Linked DNA regions of Mus musculus: all the other regions are linked to region 2. A link is a contact called in public promoter capture Hi-C data. All regions are on one chromosome and are shown on one strand. Each heading gives the region's core, a stretch centred on a gene start, on an enhancer-like site or on the middle of the called end of the contact. The rest is flanking DNA. Distances are from core to core; before and after follow the strand shown.

Evidence for each region. Promoter capture Hi-C pulls out the DNA fragments that hold promoters and counts their contacts. Capture Hi-C pulls out chosen DNA fragments and counts their contacts.
Region 1: a contact with region 2 is called in a promoter capture Hi-C map of hematopoietic stem and progenitor cells, with 2.7 times the contacts expected there. The contact joins the promoter of Tppp3 here to the promoter of Ddx28 in region 2. A contact is called at or near these places in 3 of 39 promoter capture datasets (hematopoietic stem and progenitor cells, hippocampal neurons and stem cell-derived epiblast-like cells) and 1 of 115 datasets of contacts at active chromatin or transcription factors (large pre-B cells).
Region 3: a contact with region 2 is called in a promoter capture Hi-C map of adipose tissue. The contact joins the promoter of Plekhg4 here to the promoter of Ddx28 in region 2. A contact is called at or near these places in 2 of 39 promoter capture datasets (hematopoietic stem and progenitor cells and hippocampal neurons) and 2 of 9 other capture datasets (adipose tissue and pancreatic islet).

What each region holds. Positions count from the first base shown.
Region 1 is chr8:105,470,024-105,473,113 of GRCm38.p6, forward strand. It overlaps Tppp3 (tubulin polymerization-promoting protein family member 3), which reads right to left and starts at 1,399. Exons shown (of 4, transcript NM_026481.3): 1 at 1,257-1,399. It overlaps Zdhhc1 (zinc finger, DHHC domain containing 1), which reads right to left. Exons shown (of 14, transcript NM_175160.5): 13 at 2,968-3,046; 14 at 2,400-2,858. The coding sequence ends at 2,578.
Region 2 is chr8:106,009,660-106,012,769 of GRCm38.p6, forward strand. It overlaps Ddx28 (DEAD box helicase 28), which reads right to left and starts at 1,827. Exons shown (of 1, transcript NM_028038.3): 1 at 1-1,827. The coding sequence starts at 1,765. The coding sequence ends at 143. It overlaps Dus2 (dihydrouridine synthase 2), which reads left to right and starts at 1,819. Exons shown (of 16, transcript NM_025518.4): 1 at 1,819-1,919.
Region 3 is chr8:105,371,294-105,374,618 of GRCm38.p6, forward strand. Plekhg4 (pleckstrin homology domain containing, family G (with RhoGef domain) member 4) reads left to right here and starts at 1,979. Exons shown (of 23, transcript NM_001364406.1): 1 at 1,979-2,569. The coding sequence starts at 2,526.

The DNA of each region.
Region 1 (3,090 bases), core at 149-2,648, 540 kb before region 2:
TAAGACCCCTGCAATGAAACTCCTCCCCAGCATGCCCACAGCCCTGCAGTCAAGTGCATGTCCTACTACAGACCCCTGACCACACCCTCCTCAGAGCTCCATTGCAGATCTCTGACCACACCCTCAGCCCCACCCTGAAAGTCCCTCTCCAAATCAAACCCTGTGTACACTGCATCCATTTTGCATCCTTTTAACTCACATCCTGAAGACCCCAACCACAGTCACTAGCTGGACTCTGCACCCTTACAAAGGCCCCCTGGCCATACCCTTGGAGCATTCCCGTTCATCCATATAGCTACAGCTTCTGACACAGCCCTGCCTTGAAATCTCCCAGTCTATGCAGTAACACTTCCATACTTCCATGCAAAGCATTGAACACCCACCACCACACACGCGCAGAGTTCCCTGACCACACCCTCAGCACTCTCTCTTTACTCATATGCTAAAGCTATTGACACAGACCTGACCTAAAGCCCCTCAGAGTCTAACCAGCACTGGCATCGCCAGGCATCATGTTAAGACATACCACCATCACCACACCCACTGCAGCCTCCTGTTCTCAGCCACCATCTTTACCTTGCCTCTTAGGGGAAAAAAAAAAAAGTGTCCAATGACCACAACCTGGCCCCCGAACAACTTCCTCTTCTTCCATTACTAGTTGGTCCACACTGAAAGGCCTTTTCTGGTGACCACACCTACTCATCCATAAGTTGCAATTTTTAAGACTCAGAAACCCAGAGATTGCACTCTGCAGGGACCTCTGTGGGTCTGTAAATGGGGTCCGCCACACCCTTTGCCTCTCCCAAAGATGTCAACCCGCCCGGGGACCCAAAGCCCTGTACTTGAACACCACAGGTAAATGTGTCCAGGGGAGTTTGGGGTGCTACATGATGCTCTTCTCAAGGAAATGGGAGGATCCTGAGGCTACTGCTCACTCCTGTCTATGGGAAGATGAATTTGGGGGCTGTTGATGTGGAACAGAATCACAGCAGCTGCTCTGGGGTCCTCAGACCCTGGGCACAGTGTTCATGCCTCTGAACTGAATCCGCTCGTCAGCTCCTGCTGGGACAGCTGCAGTCATCAATCAGCCTGGCAAGAAGGTGGGGGCAGGAGTGTGTGTGGAACCCTTGGGGCCAGGGCCGGGGTGTTCAGCTGATAGGCTCAGCTCAGTACCATCTGAGGTTGGTTCAGGCTGCTCCCACCCACCCCTCCTTTTGGGGGATACGAATTAGGGTGGTCGATGTTCAGTCTCCTACCGGCTTCTACCGCTTGGCTGCTCCTGAGCGTGCCTTCGGACAGGACCCAGGAACTGATGCTGGAGACCAGGAGGCTCCACAGCTCCGCTCCCTGCCGGCTCCCGGGCGGGACTGCAGCCCGGGCGGCTCCGTAGTATTATCCCCTGTTTCTCGGTCACCATAGAGACAGTGAGTCCCACCCCCTAGGCTGTCTCGGCGGGAGAGTGACCAAGGTCACGCTAGCTCCTCCCACCAGACCCCGCCCTATGTGCTCTGTGGGCGCTGGGCCCGCAGAATTGCAGCGACAGCCTTATCCTGCTCCTCCCCTTCAACCGCGGTCCTCAAGCGGTCAGAGCTGCCCTCTGCAGTCCTGGATGTCCTAAGATAGGAACTCCCATGGCCAATGGGAAAACAGCCCCCCCCCAAATTCCATTGTCCCCAACCCTCAAGGGACTGCTGAAAGAATCCACCTGAGATTGTCTAGGAGCTGAACTGAAGAAGGGGATCCCGCCCCTCATTGACAAGGATCTACAGCTGGCTCCAAGACCACAGCTGCCGCTAACCCTGTGGCATTCACTCATTCCTAGGTTCTCAGCAGGCCACATTCTGAAGCACTAGAAGACTGAGACAATCAGTGGATCACGCATTCTTACCCACCCCACCCCCCCAAATGCTGGGTACTTTTGTGGCAGCAATTCCTAAATTTCGGAGAATGGCTGCCTCCTCCCATTCTCGTCTCCCCGCCTCACAGCTTCTTGTTCCAATGCGCCTCCCTAGCCTGCTTCCTCTTCAGTTTCCAACTGCAAATACTAAATAAAAAACTAAATAAAAATACTAAATATTAATTGATTAATTAATTAATTAATAAACCTTGCTGGGTGGGTGTGGTAGCACAAGCCTGCAATCTGGGGATTCGGGAGACTGAAGCAGTAGATTCAAATTTTCGAGGCTACCCTGGGAAATGGGAGAAGGGACAGAGGAGAGTGGTAGTTCTTGAACAAGACCCCATGTTTTTGATTCCCAACACTTAAAAGAAAAACCCTGTCCAGAGACCTTTCCTAACCCGCCCCTCTTTCTCTGCCCCAAGCTAGCAATGGTGGTCCTGCTTCTGTGAGATCCATGGATTTTTCCACTATGAAAATAAGCATTAAGTCCGCAAAAGCATTAAAAAAAAAAAAAAGTTTATTGGGGCATCAGGGCTGGTGGAGCGGATATTGCTGAGTCTTGGGTAAGGAAGGCCGATCCTGTCGACCTTGAGGTCCCTAAAGTGCACTCGTTACGCGAATGTGGGGTGTTGCATAGAGTCAAGGCCCTCCTGCCTCTAGTCCTTAGCCTTAGTGGGCTAAGGCAGGCCGTCGCCGCCTCCAGGTGTTCCGGGCTCGCCACTGCTCGGGCTCACAAAAACAGCAGGCGAACGTGCCTGTAGAGCCAGCCCAGACTCTCGACCCCTGGCTCCTGGGGCACCCAGTGCGGCACTGCCCAGGCGCGTCTGGGCCACTGGAATCTCTTCCATGGACTCAGCTGATGCCGAGTAGTAGGCGCCTGCAGAGCCACCAGCATGCACTGGGCTGGCACTGGTGGAATCAGATGAAGAGCTGGAGCGGCGGCTAGGAGTCCCAGTCTCTGCGCACAGAGGGGGACTTAGATTGAGATAAGGGCTGCAGCTAGGGCTTTAAAACCTTTCCCTCCCACGAACTAATCCAATAGGATCCAAGCAGAGAGCGGCGCTCACCCCGTAACCTGGGCAGTGGGAGCTCTCGGTCCAAGACCCCAGACCTGGGCAATCTATACACTCGCCGCTTCCTCTTTTTCTGTAAAGACAGAGGGAAGTGTGGGCTGCTTCTCCAGACCCCAC
Region 2 (3,110 bases), core at 577-3,076:
CAATCCTGTCCAGTAGTTTACTTTTCAAATCTCCAAACAATTCATCATGCTTTCAGAGAGGCAAGGGCTGGCGTGACTCAATGTCGCCCACTGACAAGTGTTCAACTTCCTGCTCTAGCACTAGATTCAAGCCAACCAAAAATCAGGCCTTTTGAGGCAAAGGGTCCCCCACTGAAGATGCTAGTCCTGGAAGGCTTCTCCTTCGGCGAGCTGCCAGTTCAATTTTCTGAACCAGGCTCACATCCCAGGGGTGGGTCACAAAACTGATAACGGACCCTGGCACTTCGCTGCCCACACGACCCACCCTTCCTGCTCTGTGGATGTAATCCTGCAGGGTAGGGGGGAAATCGTAATTGATAACCACTTCCACGTGGACACTGTCTAGGCCTCGGGAGGCGATGTCTGTGCAGACAAGTATGTTCTGGGAGCCCTTCTGGAAACTCTGGAAGATACCTGCCCTCATTGAGGCCGGCATTTGCCCTTGCAGCCTTAGATGTTGAATCTTGTGGTCATCCAGAATGTACCCAAGCCAGTTCACGGTGCTGGCGCTGTTGCAGAATACCAGGACAGTTCCCGAGGGTTCCGTCTTACTTGCTTTGTCCTGCTGTTTGAGGATCTGAACCAGTTCTGTCACCTTGTCTGCTCCCTTCAGTCTCATAAATGTCTGTCTGACATGAGGCATGAGACAGTGCAGCTTGGAGCTGGTAATGGTGGTCAGACTGTCTGGACTGGTGACTTTACTCAGTAACTGGTTTAGGCCTTCTGGAAACGTGGCTCCCACCAGCACTAACTGGGCTTTGGGATTAAAGGGGTCTTCTAACTCGGCTGGACTTTCTGCTATAGGGCTCTTTTCCAAGATGTAGTCCACCAGTTCCAGGAAGCTTTCATCTAGCAGTGTGTCTACTTCATCTAGCACTATGAAGTTAAGATGCTGTAAGCTGATCAGTTGACTTTTCAGAGCCTTCCACAGCGCCCCTGGAGTAGCCACTAACACATCGGCTGCCGGTCGTCTATACAGCTGAAGTTTGAGCCTACTCATCCCGAGGCCTCCGCCAAGTTCTATCACCTGCAGGCCCAAGTACCCACCCAGTGACTGGGCCACTGCCTGCACCTGTTCGGCTAGTTCTCGGGAAGGTACCAGAACCAAGCCTCGAGGAGCCGTGAAACTGCGGGAGTCCAGGTCTGACCCTCTCAGGAGCCGCTGAAATAGGGGCAGTAGGTAGCTAAGCGTCTTGCCACTGCCAGTTTCCGCAGCGCAAAGGAGGTGGCGGCCTCGAAGCAGTGGGGGGATGGTTTTCGACTGCACTGAGGTTGGCTGCACAACTTCGGGGACAGCCTCCTGAAGCGCCAGCAGCACTCGGGGTTCCAGACCCAGGTCCACGAAGCTGCCCCGGGACGAGAGGTTCCTCAGGGCGGGCGCCTCTTGCTGCACTCGCTCTATGGAGAAATGGTCTTGCCGCGATCGCCGATGCTTCCAGCCACGGGAAGCCAGTGGCGCTCGCTCCCAACGGCCCAGCGTGAGGCGTGCGGGCTGGTTCAACTCCGGCCGCCGCGCCGAGACCAGCAGGGGACCGGGGCGCACTAGCACTGGCCGCTGCAAACTCCCACGGCCGCTCTGTCGCTGTTCCTGCCGTCGCTGCAGAGCCCGCGGAACGCGCACCACTGGCAAGGACTGGTCGGAACCGCGCACCACTAGGTTCCGTCGAGGCTCCAGAAGCAACCGTACTGCTAACGCCAGCAGCCGCGATGGCCCGGCTAAAGCCATATTTCCCTTGATGCAGAAGAGGCGCGCGCTAATGACGTCAAGCACGCCACCGTAGTCTGGAGTACGGTGGCTGGCGCGGATCAGGGTGGCGTGTGGCGCTGCAGCACCGGCTGGAAGGAGGGAGGAGGATCCTTAAGAGTTCAGTGGCTGCGAGGTCTGTAGGTTTCCACCCGGCATGGCGATGTCCAGATTGGAGTCATCTTTGGGGAAGGGTACTCGGTGGAGGCAGGAATGGGAGTCCGCAGTAGGAGGGGGCCATGGGTCCCTGGCTCAAGGAATCGAGTGAGGATGGCCTCTGTCATTTGAGTGCTTAATTTCTGATAGTCTTAACTTGTGGTCTTCATTGCCTCGCTCAGTCATCCCATAGAACTCCAAAGGTACAAAGTTCGACGATGTTTTCGTAGATATGCAATCCACTCAAAGCCTGGGTGATGCAAGTTTGCTGAGACTGAATGAATGGTAGGCCAGGGGACTGAGACAGAAGTTGGGAGTCTGGGTTTAAGCTCAACCCAGTTCTTTAGTTTAGAACCCAGAGTGCATGCTGGTGGCCTTCAGCTTATTTCGTCTTTGAAGTTAGAGAGATGGTCTCCGTTCTTTCAGGTGTAGTTTCTCAGGTTTTTTTTTTTTACACTTTGACCCTACCTCTCCAGGCAAGTTTCACCCTCCTTTCCTTGTCGTCGCCCCCCCCCCCCCCCCATGCATCTCAGCCTGGACCCATCACTCTAGCGGTCTGCTCATAGCCACTGGCTTCTCAGGCAGATTCCGAATTGCCTGACTAGAAGTAGAAAGAAGGGTCCCGTTACCCTCCTGGAGTGATGAAACTTATCTCACATAGCACCGGTCAAGCAGACTACTTGACATGAATTTAGTGGTTCAGGTTATTAAACGTTTAATTTTTTTTTTTTACTTCATACTTTTTGAACATATCTGAAAAAATGGGCATCAAGTGTCTGGAGTGGGAGATAAGGTCAATGTTTGTGGATTGATTACCTGGGAGGTTCCTAACGTCTGGAGAAAGTGTTTTAATTTCATTCATGGGCTGGTGAGTTGGCTCAGTGGGTAAGAGCACCCGACCGCTCTTCCGAAGGTCCGGAGTTCAAATCCCAGCAACCACATGGTGGCTCACAACCATCTGTAACAAGATCTGACTCCCTCTTCTGGAGTGTCTGAAGACAGCTACAGTGTACTTACATATAATAAATAAATAAATCTAAAAAAAAAAAAAGTTTAATTTCATTCATTAGAGCTGGCCCTCCATATTTATAGGTGGACCTCTGTGGAATTTTCCACTGTAGAGTGAGAATATTCATGAAAAAAAATGTGTCTGTACTAAATATGTATAGAC
Region 3 (3,325 bases), core at 729-3,228, 640 kb before region 2:
AGACCACACTGGCCTCAAATTCACAGAGATCTGCCTGCCCATACCTGTTCTCCCTATCCCCTTTTCCTGCCCCTCCCCCAGCCCCCATGCTTGGATTAAAGGCATGTGTGGTCACACCCACCTACTCCAAGGGTTTTGATTTAACAGGTCTTGGGGAAGCCCAAAAAGCTAGTGAGCACAGCTTGAGAATTAGGTAAAGCTATCAGGCATTTGCTCTGTAGGAGCAAGCAGGTCAATTGGCCACGCAGGGCAGTGATGGTGCTCGCCTTTGATCCCAGCACTTAGGAGGCAGAGGCAGGCAGATTTCTGAGTTCAAGGCCAGCCTGGTCTACAAAGTGAGTTCCAGGATAGCCAGAGCTATACAGAGGAACCCTGTCTCGAAAAACCAAAAAAAAAAAAAAAAAGTTTGGCCACTTGATTGGACAAAAATGACAGGGTGGTTATCTTACCTGGAATGAATGGAGAGGGGGGATCCAGATGTCATAGGCCTAGAGCTTGCTATTTAGGCTGGGCTGGCTAGCCCAGGATCTGCCTGCCTCTGCCTCCCCAGTGCTAGGATTACAAGTGTGCCAGCATGTTTAGCTTAAAAAAAAAAAAGTGTTCTGAGAATCAAACACAGGGCCTTATGCTATCCACAAAGCTATCTCCCTAGCTTCCCTCCATCTTAAAAAAACAACAGGATCTTGTTATGAAGCTCTGTCTTGTCTGGAACTTTTTTTTTCCCCTTTTTTTTAGACCTGGCTAGCCTTGAACTTGTGTATCGTCCAGCCCTTTCATCTCAAGCCCTAGATTAGAGGCATGCACTCTTTGGTCACAATGAGGGCCGTTCTACGTCAAAGAAGGTGGTCTGAGACAACAGGGTTTTAGTCAGCTCTGTTTCCCCATGCAGTCTGGGACCTAAGAGAAAAGGCTGTGATGCCCCTGGTGGCCTTGAATGCCACTCCCAGGAGCCTGGGTTTATTTGGGTCAAAGATGAGAGGGGTCTGGGAGGTTTGAGAAATCAGTTGCTTTGCTGATTACAGTGGTCCTGGCTTAAGGGACTTAAGTCATACACAGACTTAAGGGAATGTATCCCCAGATCTCCAAAGCTAAGGAGTCGCCTTTTCTTTTCTTTTCTTCCCTTTTCTTTCCTTATGGATGGATGTTGTCAAGAAAAGAGAGGTAGGGAGGGCTGGGGAGGGGGGAGGGCGGAGTGGGGGGGGGGGCTGTCCACATTCTACAATCTCAGTGGAAAAGACTTCTCTGAGTAGATTCAGCAACCAGCAGAACCAGAGATGGCCTTCGTGAGTCACTGTTCAGACTTGCAAGCTCAGCTCTGGAAGCCCGCTGTGGTCAGCCACCCCAGGTTGGCTCCAGGCCTAGCCCCCCACTGTCCCGCACTGGGCCAGTGTCTGTCCCTGTTGCTGTTCCATGCCTTTCCCATCCCAGATACGTGTGCCTCACAGCTCTCTGCCTCTTCTGTCTGAGTCTGTCTGTCAGTCATTTTCTCTAACCTTGGTTTCCACGTCACCCACGTGGGAAGAGTTCAGGACGGGAGGGGCGGTGTGACTAGTCTTAGATACCCCTAAATATTTATTCTGTGCCAGGCCTGACATACAGAGCTCGAAATATCAAAGTGGACAATATTCAGTCTGCCTGCTTACAGGGCACATTCTGTGTGGAGTGAGAAAACCACAGCCTAGTTCTGCCTCTGTCTCAGCACGCGTGCCTGCGCTCCCCCAACCGCCTGCTGTGTTCAGAGGGCCTGGGTCAGTTAGGGCCTGAGACCTGATGCCTCTTATTTGCTTCATCCCTGGGAAGGGTTATGTTCCTCCCGGGAAGTCCATCTTCTTACAGCTCCTGGGGGCCTGGCTAGTGGGTGGAGGTGAGCCTCAGAAGCAGGAGGGAGGGAAGGAGAGAGGGAGGGAGGGGCAATGACTCAGTGGGGGTGGCCTGGGACAAGAACCAAGGACAGAAGCCAAGACTGGACCTGATGCTCACTGAAGCTAGAGGAAGGAGAGATGGAAGACATGCCTAGGAGCTGGGGCTGGAGAAGGACAACTCCAAGGCCAGCCTTGCCCCTTGCTCTTCAGAATCTGCCTTAGAGTCAGAGATGGGTGGGGACGCCTGTTGTTTCTACCATGGCTGCAGCTGATAACTAGATTCATGAAGGAATCGCCTGACTTAGAGCCAGGGAAGGCATTATGTCCAGTGTCCTCTCCTCCCAGGGACCAAGGCCATGGTGTGGGGGCTACATGCCTTTGTCTGGTTGCACAGATAACCTTTTTCTTATGATCTTTCCACAAATTCAAGAGTGTTAGGCCAGGCCCACTTCCTCCAAAAGGACCCCAGACTTTAGAGTTAAGAACGAGTAGGGGTCTCCCAGCTATCCCAGTGTCTTTCATCAGTTCAAGATTCCCTAACGAAGGGTGAAGTGGGAAGGCAGGGCATGAACACAGATATCTGATCCATCCATCAGGATTTCCCTGGTCCATCGGGCAACCCCAGGAGAAAAGAATGCTTTTCTTGTCTTACAGGAGAGGAAGATGAGGTGCAAAGAGAAAAGGGTCCCTGGAACAGCCCACAAGAGGTGAGTGATGGAACCAGATCTCAGCTGGTCTCTGGCCCCAGGGCACCAGCTTTCTTAGCCACCCTTTTCTGTGGATAGGGAAAAAGAACTCAGGGAATGAGGGTTTGAGCCTTATGTATGTTGGCAGGCCTGGGTCAATTCCCACCCAGAGACATAGCTACCTACCCTCTTCACCTTCCGGGTTTAACAAGTCATGGGATGTCACCGTTTATCTCTAATTTATTTCTCTGTCTTTTTGTTGTTTGTTTTATTAATTAAACCTGGGGGCTCACACAAGTCAGGCAAGGGCTCTGCTACTGAGTTACACCTCACAGCCCATCCAACCTGTTCCGTGGTGGGTGGGCCTGAGAACCTGAAGGGGAGATTCAGGCTACAGAGGAGTGGTGGTCCCTCCCACTATCCGTGAAGATTATCCACACGCAGCTACCAGGGCATAGGGAGTCTCTCTGGAGACGGCCCCTAATCATGGACTCACATGTGTGTGTGTGTGAGTGTGTGGTGGTGGGTGGTGGGACAGCTCTGAGGACCACGAGGGCTTGAGTGGTCCTCATCTTGTACATGGAAGCTGGGCAAGTATTCCCATGTCCCATCACGGGAATGGTAAAGGAGCCTTGCCCTCCTCCCACAAGGGCGTCCTTTGCTTCGTGCAAGAGCCTTCTTTCCATCGGCAGAGCCACGGCTCACTCACCCTTTCAGACAGTTCCAGCTCTGAGCACAGTGAGCACAGTGGAATGAATGTTGCCGGGGTCGGCAGAA